2 separate regions of the Mus musculus genome follow, and region 1 is linked to region 2. The links are chromatin contacts, called in public Hi-C maps. All regions are on one chromosome and are shown on one strand. The core of a region is the stretch at or near the end of the contact, and the rest is flanking DNA. Distances in the headings are between cores, read along the strand shown. Region 1 holds the start of Islr2 (immunoglobulin superfamily containing leucine-rich repeat 2). Region 2 overlaps Ccdc33 (coiled-coil domain containing 33).

Region 1 (3,597 bases), core at 526-3,025, 130 kb before region 2:
AGTCCCCTGGTTTCAACCTCTTTAGGGAAGAAAGCCAGAGTTGGGAGAGCTTACCCCAGACACTCCTGCACGTCCGTGCGATCGAGAGAGCTCATGAGCCCATTCTTCCTTCCAGCCCTCGGCCCTTCGCTCCTCCTAAGTTATCCCTCTGCAGGCTTGCGTCCCTCCAAACTCAAAAAAAGAGAGCTGACTAGAAGTAAAAATCGGATGAGTGGATGTTCACTGGCGGAGGAACGCCCACGCCTTGCGTCTTTCTCTCCCCCACCAGGAAAGTCCTCAGGATTCTCCATCCCAGAACACTAAGAACAGCAGAACGTCCCTCTGCTGCCACACCCTCTTCTGGTGCGAGGCACCCCCCACCCCCTCAAGGTTGCTAGAACATGAACAATACGACAGACATTCCTCTTACTTTGCAGACAAAGAAGTCGGTATCGGGCGGCTATTCCAAATCTCTGAGGCCTTGTCCCAGGTTAGAGCCTTGTGCTGGACGGCCTCAGACGTACAGGATTCCAGGCAGGGAGGAGTCAGAGTTCTCATCTCCTCTCCCTTCTCAAAGACATCTTCCCTGGATCGCTCAAGCACCCTCTCCTGGTTCGGTCTGTGGGGTTTCCAGGCCCGAGCAGGTGTGAAGTTCTAGATTCCGAACTTGGCTGAGTTTGTGGGGGTCCCATCAGCCCGTAGCCAGGAGTAGGAAAGAGGGAGGGACCAAAGTGAGCACACACCAGTGTGTTCATATTTAATTTACAAAGGAGCCTCAGAAACCCTGCCGGGTGGTCCCTTTAGATGCAGCGTTCTTCCTGCATCTCTCTGCGCCCCCCTCCCTAGCTCATTAAAATGCTTAACACTCAAATCGGGGTATTGATCTCTGCAGAGGCCCCAAACACACTGCCATCCAACCAAGACAGAAGACTGACTCTGATGAGGGCTGGGAGACCCCAGCACCCCAGTATTACAGTGTATATGAAAGAGAAGGAGGGGACTCTCTACACATCTCTCAAAATCTATGCCCCCTTACCAGTTCTGGCTAGCAGCTCTGTCTCCTGGGATGCCATAGGCGGGGGAGTGAGATGATGCATTTTAGTCAAATCCCTAGACATCCCTTGAAATTCTCCTGCTCATCGCTAAAAGAAATGTCCAGGGTTTGCCAAAGAGAACAGCGAGTCCCGAGTCTGCTGAGGCCAGCTGTTACATGAGGGTGTGAGATGGCAGGGCGGTGGCTGCTGCCTAGGCTTTCACAGTGTGTGTGTGTGTGGGGGGGGTGCGAGCATGCAGGGGTTGATGGCCAGCTTGCTAGAGATGCTGAGAGGATACTGAGGAGCGGGGTGGTGGTGCAGGAAATGCTCAGGGGTTGTAAGTCCCTAGTCCACAGCACTCAAGAGGAGCAAACGGTTTTTGTAACTATCCTGGTCCCTGTAGCCACTATTAGTGGGCAACCTTGGTGTCCTGTTAGCCCGCAGCAAGCAAGGGCAGAGTGAGACACTTGGGTGAGTTCAACCTAATGTTTTAGGAGCTCAGAAGACACCCACTCCACTGTGAGCACTAGGTAGCCCACGGGCAGTGGAGTGCACGCGCTGGTTTTGCCACAAAAGACCTGAGCGTGGAGTTCAGGCTCAAGAGGCTGAGCAGGGTCTGCGATGGGCTGGGGAGGTGGGCGTCTCCTCTCCGCGCACCCTGCAGGGCTGCGCCTACTAATCTGGCGAATTAGTCTGGCGGTGATTGGGGGTGGAGGGGAACCAGGATTTGTATCTGCCCAGATCCAGGCAAAATATGACAGAGAGGGTGAGGCGTTCTGCTAACACTATCAATTATGCATCGTGTTGAACGAAGCTTCGGGGAGGGGGAGGCTAGCAGGCGGCAGGAGGAAAAGGGTCCGGGAGAGCCAGGCAGCGCAGTTCAGCAGGTCCCACTGGAGGTCTTTCTGCGCCACTGCTTGCTTTGGAGAGGGGGGAAAAAAGTGTTTAAAGGCAAAGACACGCCCCTCCAGTCCTATGCTTTTCTTTCTCCCAAATTCCTCAAAGATGGTTTGTCTCACGTGTTGCGGGGCGTAGAACGGCTCGCATTCAATTAGAAGCGAAGCTCGCGGGCGCTGGCGGGACGGGCGCGTGAGGGTGAGTGAGCGTGGATATTTGTGTGCGCGCAAAAGAGAACGGTGAGTGTTTGAGTGAAGGTGTGCTTGTGAAAATGTGTGTGAAAGTAGGGAGAACTTAGCGCGTTGACGCGATTATTACATGTTGACGAGTAGTTCTAACCTGTGAAAGTCATGTGAAGATGTGTGTGTGTGTGTGTGTGTGTGTGTGTGTGTGTTGGGGAGGGGTTTGGAGACATAAGGAGGAATAGTGACAATGTCATCGAATGTGTAAATGTGGGGAGAAGTAGAAAATGGGTGCTAGGGGTACGGTGGGCTGGAAAGGGCGGAGCCTTGGGCTATGGGCGTATGGAGCCCCTTGAGACCGACAGGTCTCAGCCTGAGGTGAGTAGAGGATCTCTATGGCTTTAACAAATGTAAACGCAGCACGAGGTGGGAGACTGTGCGCGTTCCCGCCGAGCACGGGGGCGCGCGACCGCTCTCAAACCTGCAATCCTGGAGAAGTAGGGCGAACAGATAAGGAAAGAAAAAAATTGAAGTAGGACTTTGGGGCCAAGGGGAGTTCTTTCAATGCACTCCCCCTTTCTCCCCACCGCCACAGCAACAGATGCCAGAAGCTCCCTTAGACTGTCACCTGAGTCTGGAGACCGGCTCGCAGCCCCACAGCATCACACTGCAAGTCAGAGAGCAGCAGGTAAGCAGTGGAAGGGCCCCACAACCTCAGTCCACAGGGTCGATCCAGCCTAGTCAGGGTTGGGTGGCTGTCTGGGAGGAACAGGGAAGGGAGGTGCCTCCTTTAGGAGCAAAAGCAAGAAGGGACCCGCTAATCTCAGAGACAGGGTGTAGGAGAGGGTCTTCCAAGACTGACAGGACCCTCAAGTTGGGGCAGGGAGTCTGTGTTAATATATTTGTATGTCTAGAGACAGGGGATGCACTCAGGCGTCTTAAGGCTCTAGAGGGAAGTATAGAACCTTGGACTGTCTCCAGGCTTATTAGCTAGAGACTGTTCCCTAAAAACCTGTGGGCAGAGGGATTCGCCTGGGCTCTGTGAATCCAAAGAGGAAGCTTTATTGACTGTTTCCACAACATGCCTGCTCTAGTCAGGGGGTAGGATTTTCTTCTCAGAGGAAAGCATGGTTGAGCAGTTGTGACTTCCTGAGGGGAGCTGCAGCCCAGGGCAGGGAGGTGAGAAGGCAAAGTGGGTGGAGGCTGCCTAGATCCCCCACACCACACCTCACAAGTTCTCCATGTTGCATCGGCTAGGGGTTCGGTCTCAGAGTAGGGCAGTGTGGCACCTATGTCTCTGAGTGTGGCTGGTTCACATGAGGACTTGTGTCCCTGTGCCTGTCCCTTCTCACTGTACACAGGAAAGTGCTTTGCTTCCTGGTGGAGAACACTGTGGTAAAGCTGCATTGAGTTGGGAGAACAATGAGGTCCCCAGGGTATATTGTGTAGATGTTTGGGTTGCCCGTATTTTTGTGTCTATATAACTCATTGTGAACCTCCTAACA
Region 2 (3,846 bases), core at 545-3,044:
GCAATATCCTACAAGTGTCTGTCATGGCATCCCAGGCAACGCTTGCTGAGTTTGTTCAAACTGAACTTTTTTTTGCCTTCTAACAAAATACCCATTGTCTCCTTCAATCTTGCAAACTGTTGGCTTTTCAAAGTGCGGAGCACAAGCCATCTGACAGAAAAACTAGGTCCCAAAGAGGGGAAAGGGCCTGCTGTTACCCAAACAATAAGCTTAACCTGGTCCCTGGGCCCAGAACTAAGGGTCCTAGCTTGCTGGAAGTCCCAGCCAGCACAACCCGCTAACAGCTCTTCCTCCCAGAGTGACTCTACTGTGCCTGGGCATAACAGACTGCAGTGGCTGAGGTAAGAGTGAGTGTAGCTTCAGAAGAAATAGGAGGAGGACAAGGGACAAGGGTCCACAGAATGAAGGCTCTGTCTCCAGGGAAGGCAGGTCTGCCTCAATGGCAGAGGGTTAATGGCTTTTCTGAAGATCACAGCTGAGGGTTAATCATATTCCTTAATTCTGAAACCCACCATAGCCTTTCCCATTAGCATCTTCGGGCCATGTCTACCCTATGCCCACCCCACCCCCTTACCCCTGCACAGCGTAAGGACCAGCCAATAGCACCTTTACTTTCACAAAGCTCTGAAAACAAATTGTTATTTAGCCCTGAGTCCTACGTGCGCTCGTGTGTGTGTGTGTGTGTGTGTGTGTGTGTGTGTGTGTGTGTGTTTTGAGAGGGGTGGTAACGGGGAGAGGGAGAGGGAGAGAGAAGATATGAGTATGATTCACCCTCCCCCAATTCTAGGTATGAAGGGATTTCTCCTGGGAGACTTACCCTGGGAACCCATTCAGGGAAAGGACTGTCCCTCCCTGGGCAGGCAACCACTTACCACCTCTTGCCGTGTAGAATCCATTTAGATCTGTTAATAAGTCCCAAAGCAGACAGCTAGCATCCATTAAAGAACCCTTTCTCAGGATAGGGACAATAAATGAGGCAGCAGGAAACTGAGTCACAGTCCCTCCCCCCTGAGGGCCCCAGGGCCTGGCAGCTAACCTAGGCAATGTGGCTACCTTCTTCTGATACCCAGGAGAAGGGAATGACTCTGGGGGGGGGGGGTGTCACAGTGTATGAATCAATTCTGAGAAATCAATACCAGGTCCCACAGAGCTTACGGCTGGCCTCTGTGGCCTAGGCTGCTGACCAGCCAACTTCCACCATGACATCTTAGGGATGTGCCCATGACTCCAGCCACTGTCTAGTGTTCAGGAACATCTGTCCCTGTGTTCATCACAAACCGTCTCCTTGGGGACAGGGAAAGATTATCAGCTCAGCCTCGGACAAGACTCCCGAGGACCAGAGCAGCCCGTTAGTATGACAGACATGAGAGCTCTGTCCCATCAGAAGTAGTACTGATATCCCTCCACCTAGCATCAGTAACTCCTGGAGTGCTTGTGTTGACCTTTTCCCATGATTATTAATCCCCTCGAGGAAGCAAAAGGTAGGAGCACTGCCACTGTTGCTGACAGCCCCTGGCTCAGCATCTCTTCCTCCCAGCAGGGCTCTACTGGGAGCAGGCAGCCCCACTGAGGCCCTGCAGGGCTCTATGCAAGAGAGTTACAGGCTGTTCTCCCACCTTCCTATTTATGTGGGCTCTGTGCTTTCCCATGAGTTCCGGCCTCCAGGGTCCTTCACACATGCTGAGCTCCGCGTCACCCCCACACTTTGTTACTTGTTTTCATTCTTCCTCCAGAAGCCCCTTCCTCCTTTTTCACTTTGCCACACCTTCCAGCCTCCTCTGGGATTAGTCAGTACTCTCACATTTTGTCTTCCAAGCCTTCTCCATGCATGTGCCCATCTGCTGCCTGACAGTAAAGCCAGATAAACGCAGGGTCTGAAATCTGAAGCCCCGTGTGGCCTTCTGAATGGGGCTGGAGGAGCATGCATGGAACAGAAAGAGGCTGAGTATGAAAACAGTGCACACATCTAGCATGTACCCTAGAGCATGGGAATTCTTTAACTGAACAGTTACCTCGGGTATTTGTGCTTAGAAAATAGTCTGGGATGCAGAGGGATGTGTCGAAGAGCATCCAGCTCGATGTTGTCATAGATTTAAAAAAAAAATCTTTTTAATGGGACAGCAAAATGTCTCTGAGGGTTAAGACACCTGCTGCCAACCCTAACAATCTGAGTTTGATTACCCAAACCCTAACACGTGATGGGAGGAGAGAGCTAACTCATGCAAGTTGTTCTTTGACCTCTGCATATGTAATGTGGCTCAGGTGTGCTTGTATGCACACACACATACACACATACATGCACACACATGCACACTCATGCACACACATATGCGCACACATTTACAGGCACACACATGTACACACGTGCTACACTCATGTGCATGCGTGCACATACTCACATGCCTACACACACACACAAATTAAGAACTTGAAGAGGACAACTCAGGGCAGTTGAACAGGACAAAGCATCATCTAGAGAATGCTAGGTGGGTTCTGGTTTGGGTTTTATACAACCCAGGCTGGACTAGATCTCTTGACATAGCTGAGGTTGTCTTCCAACTCTTTATATGGCCCAAGTTATCCTAGAACTCCTAATCCTCCTGCCTCTACCTCTCACGTGCTGGGATTATAGGTCAATGCCACCAAACACAGAGTATCTTGAAGTTACTAAGGTCATGAGTAATGAGATTTTCTTGAGACTCTGGGTATGCTTAGGCTTTGACTGTAAGTGGGAAAGGACAGAATGATAATTATACATATAAAATATATACAGAAAAAATGAGAACACAGTACTGAGTGGTTGTCTTAACGTAAGAATTTAGTAGTTATCCTAGTATTTATTTATTTATTTACTTATTTACTTATTTATTTTTCACTTTTGATAACTGAGACAAACACTTGGGGCAAGTAAGAGACACATGTACAACCGAATCTGAAGGAAGGTATAACCCACATCTGTTCTCACTCTTCCAGCTGTCCAAGCCTGGGGGACCCCCAGAGCAGCCCTTGTGGAACCAGTCCTTCCTCTTCCAAGCCCGAGATGGGGCCACCAGTTTCTCAGAGAACACAGCCCTGGTGCTGGAGTACTACCCCTCTGCCTCAAGTAAGTATCCAGTATCCCATCAGGACAAAGTTCATCAAGAGAGTCCGGTGAAGGGATGTTTGGGCTACCTGCCTCTGTCTCCTGCAAGGACTGCGTTTGGGCCTCCAGGAGCCAGGAAGCCCCCAGTGCAGGCAGTCCCTAGGGTAGCTGCAGAGCATAGGCCAGGACTCTCAGGCCAATCCTTACCTGGATAGCATAAGTGTCCCTCAGTGAGGAGAGAGTATACACAGGAGTATACGGCAGAAGAAGTAGCTGATCTCAAGTTCCAATCCCATAGTCTAAACTGAGGCACACACTCACTCAGAGGACAGAGACAGGGCAATCCAGAAAACTACCAATGGATATAGAATCTGCTTAGAGCTCATGCTGAGCTGATAAATCTCTGAAGAACCAAATAGGCAGTGTGTGTGTGTGTGTGTGTGTGTGTGTGTGTGTGTGTGTGTGTGTGTGTAAGGGAAACAGGAGGTAGGGAAGTAGAGTCATTGGGGACCCAGAGAGCTATGTGTCCATAACCAAGGATAGAGTCTGGGAAATACCTAAAAACCCATCTAAGAAGCCGGGGCAGTGTAACGGGTAGTCACTGACAGGACCTGATTTGGCCTTTCCTCACACAGTGCAAAGCAGTGAGCCATGGGCCCTCAACCAGCCCCTGGGTGTATCGGTGTTACCACTGAAATCTCGTCTATACCACAAGATGTTGACAGGAAAACACTTGCAAGGGCTGCAAGTGGAGCGGCTTCCCA

The links. A called contact is a pair of places that touch in the nucleus more often than the background predicts.
Region 1: a Hi-C map of the N1E-115 cell line shows a contact between it and region 2, with 5 times the contacts expected there. The contact joins the promoter of Islr2 here to the enhancer-like site in region 2. A contact is called at or near these places in 18 of 39 promoter capture datasets (the C10 cell line, the HPC-7 cell line, the SN4741 cell line and 14 more), 2 of 15 datasets of contacts at CTCF or cohesin (the NIH/3T3 cell line and large pre-B cells), 27 of 484 Hi-C or Micro-C datasets (the 3T3-L1 cell line, the G1E-ER4 cell line, the HPC-7 cell line and 17 more), 23 of 115 datasets of contacts at active chromatin or transcription factors (the SCID.adh cell line, SST interneurons, bone marrow-derived macrophages and 15 more) and 4 of 9 other capture datasets (adipose tissue, embryonic stem cells, liver and 1 more).

The regions. Positions count from the first base shown.
Region 1 is chr9:58,200,463-58,204,059 of GRCm38.p6, reverse strand. It overlaps Islr2 (immunoglobulin superfamily containing leucine-rich repeat 2), which reads left to right and starts at 1,775. Exons shown (of 3, transcript NM_177193.5): 1 at 1,775-2,108; 2 at 2,688-2,780. It also overlaps the pseudogene 1600029O15Rik.
Region 2 is chr9:58,069,094-58,072,939 of GRCm38.p6, reverse strand. It overlaps Ccdc33 (coiled-coil domain containing 33), which reads left to right. Exons shown (of 20, transcript NM_001166282.1): 9 at 2,974-3,103; 10 at 3,718-3,846. It also overlaps a transcript of Stra6 not described here. Among named protein-coding and RNA genes, the nearest start is that of Gm16130, 39 kb to the right of the region's middle. Within about 2 kb of position 1,794, at least 2 of the 459 cell types and tissues checked have an H3K27ac peak or open chromatin away from gene starts, as enhancers often do. A contact at or near this core is called in the N1E-115 cell line, where this site is marked.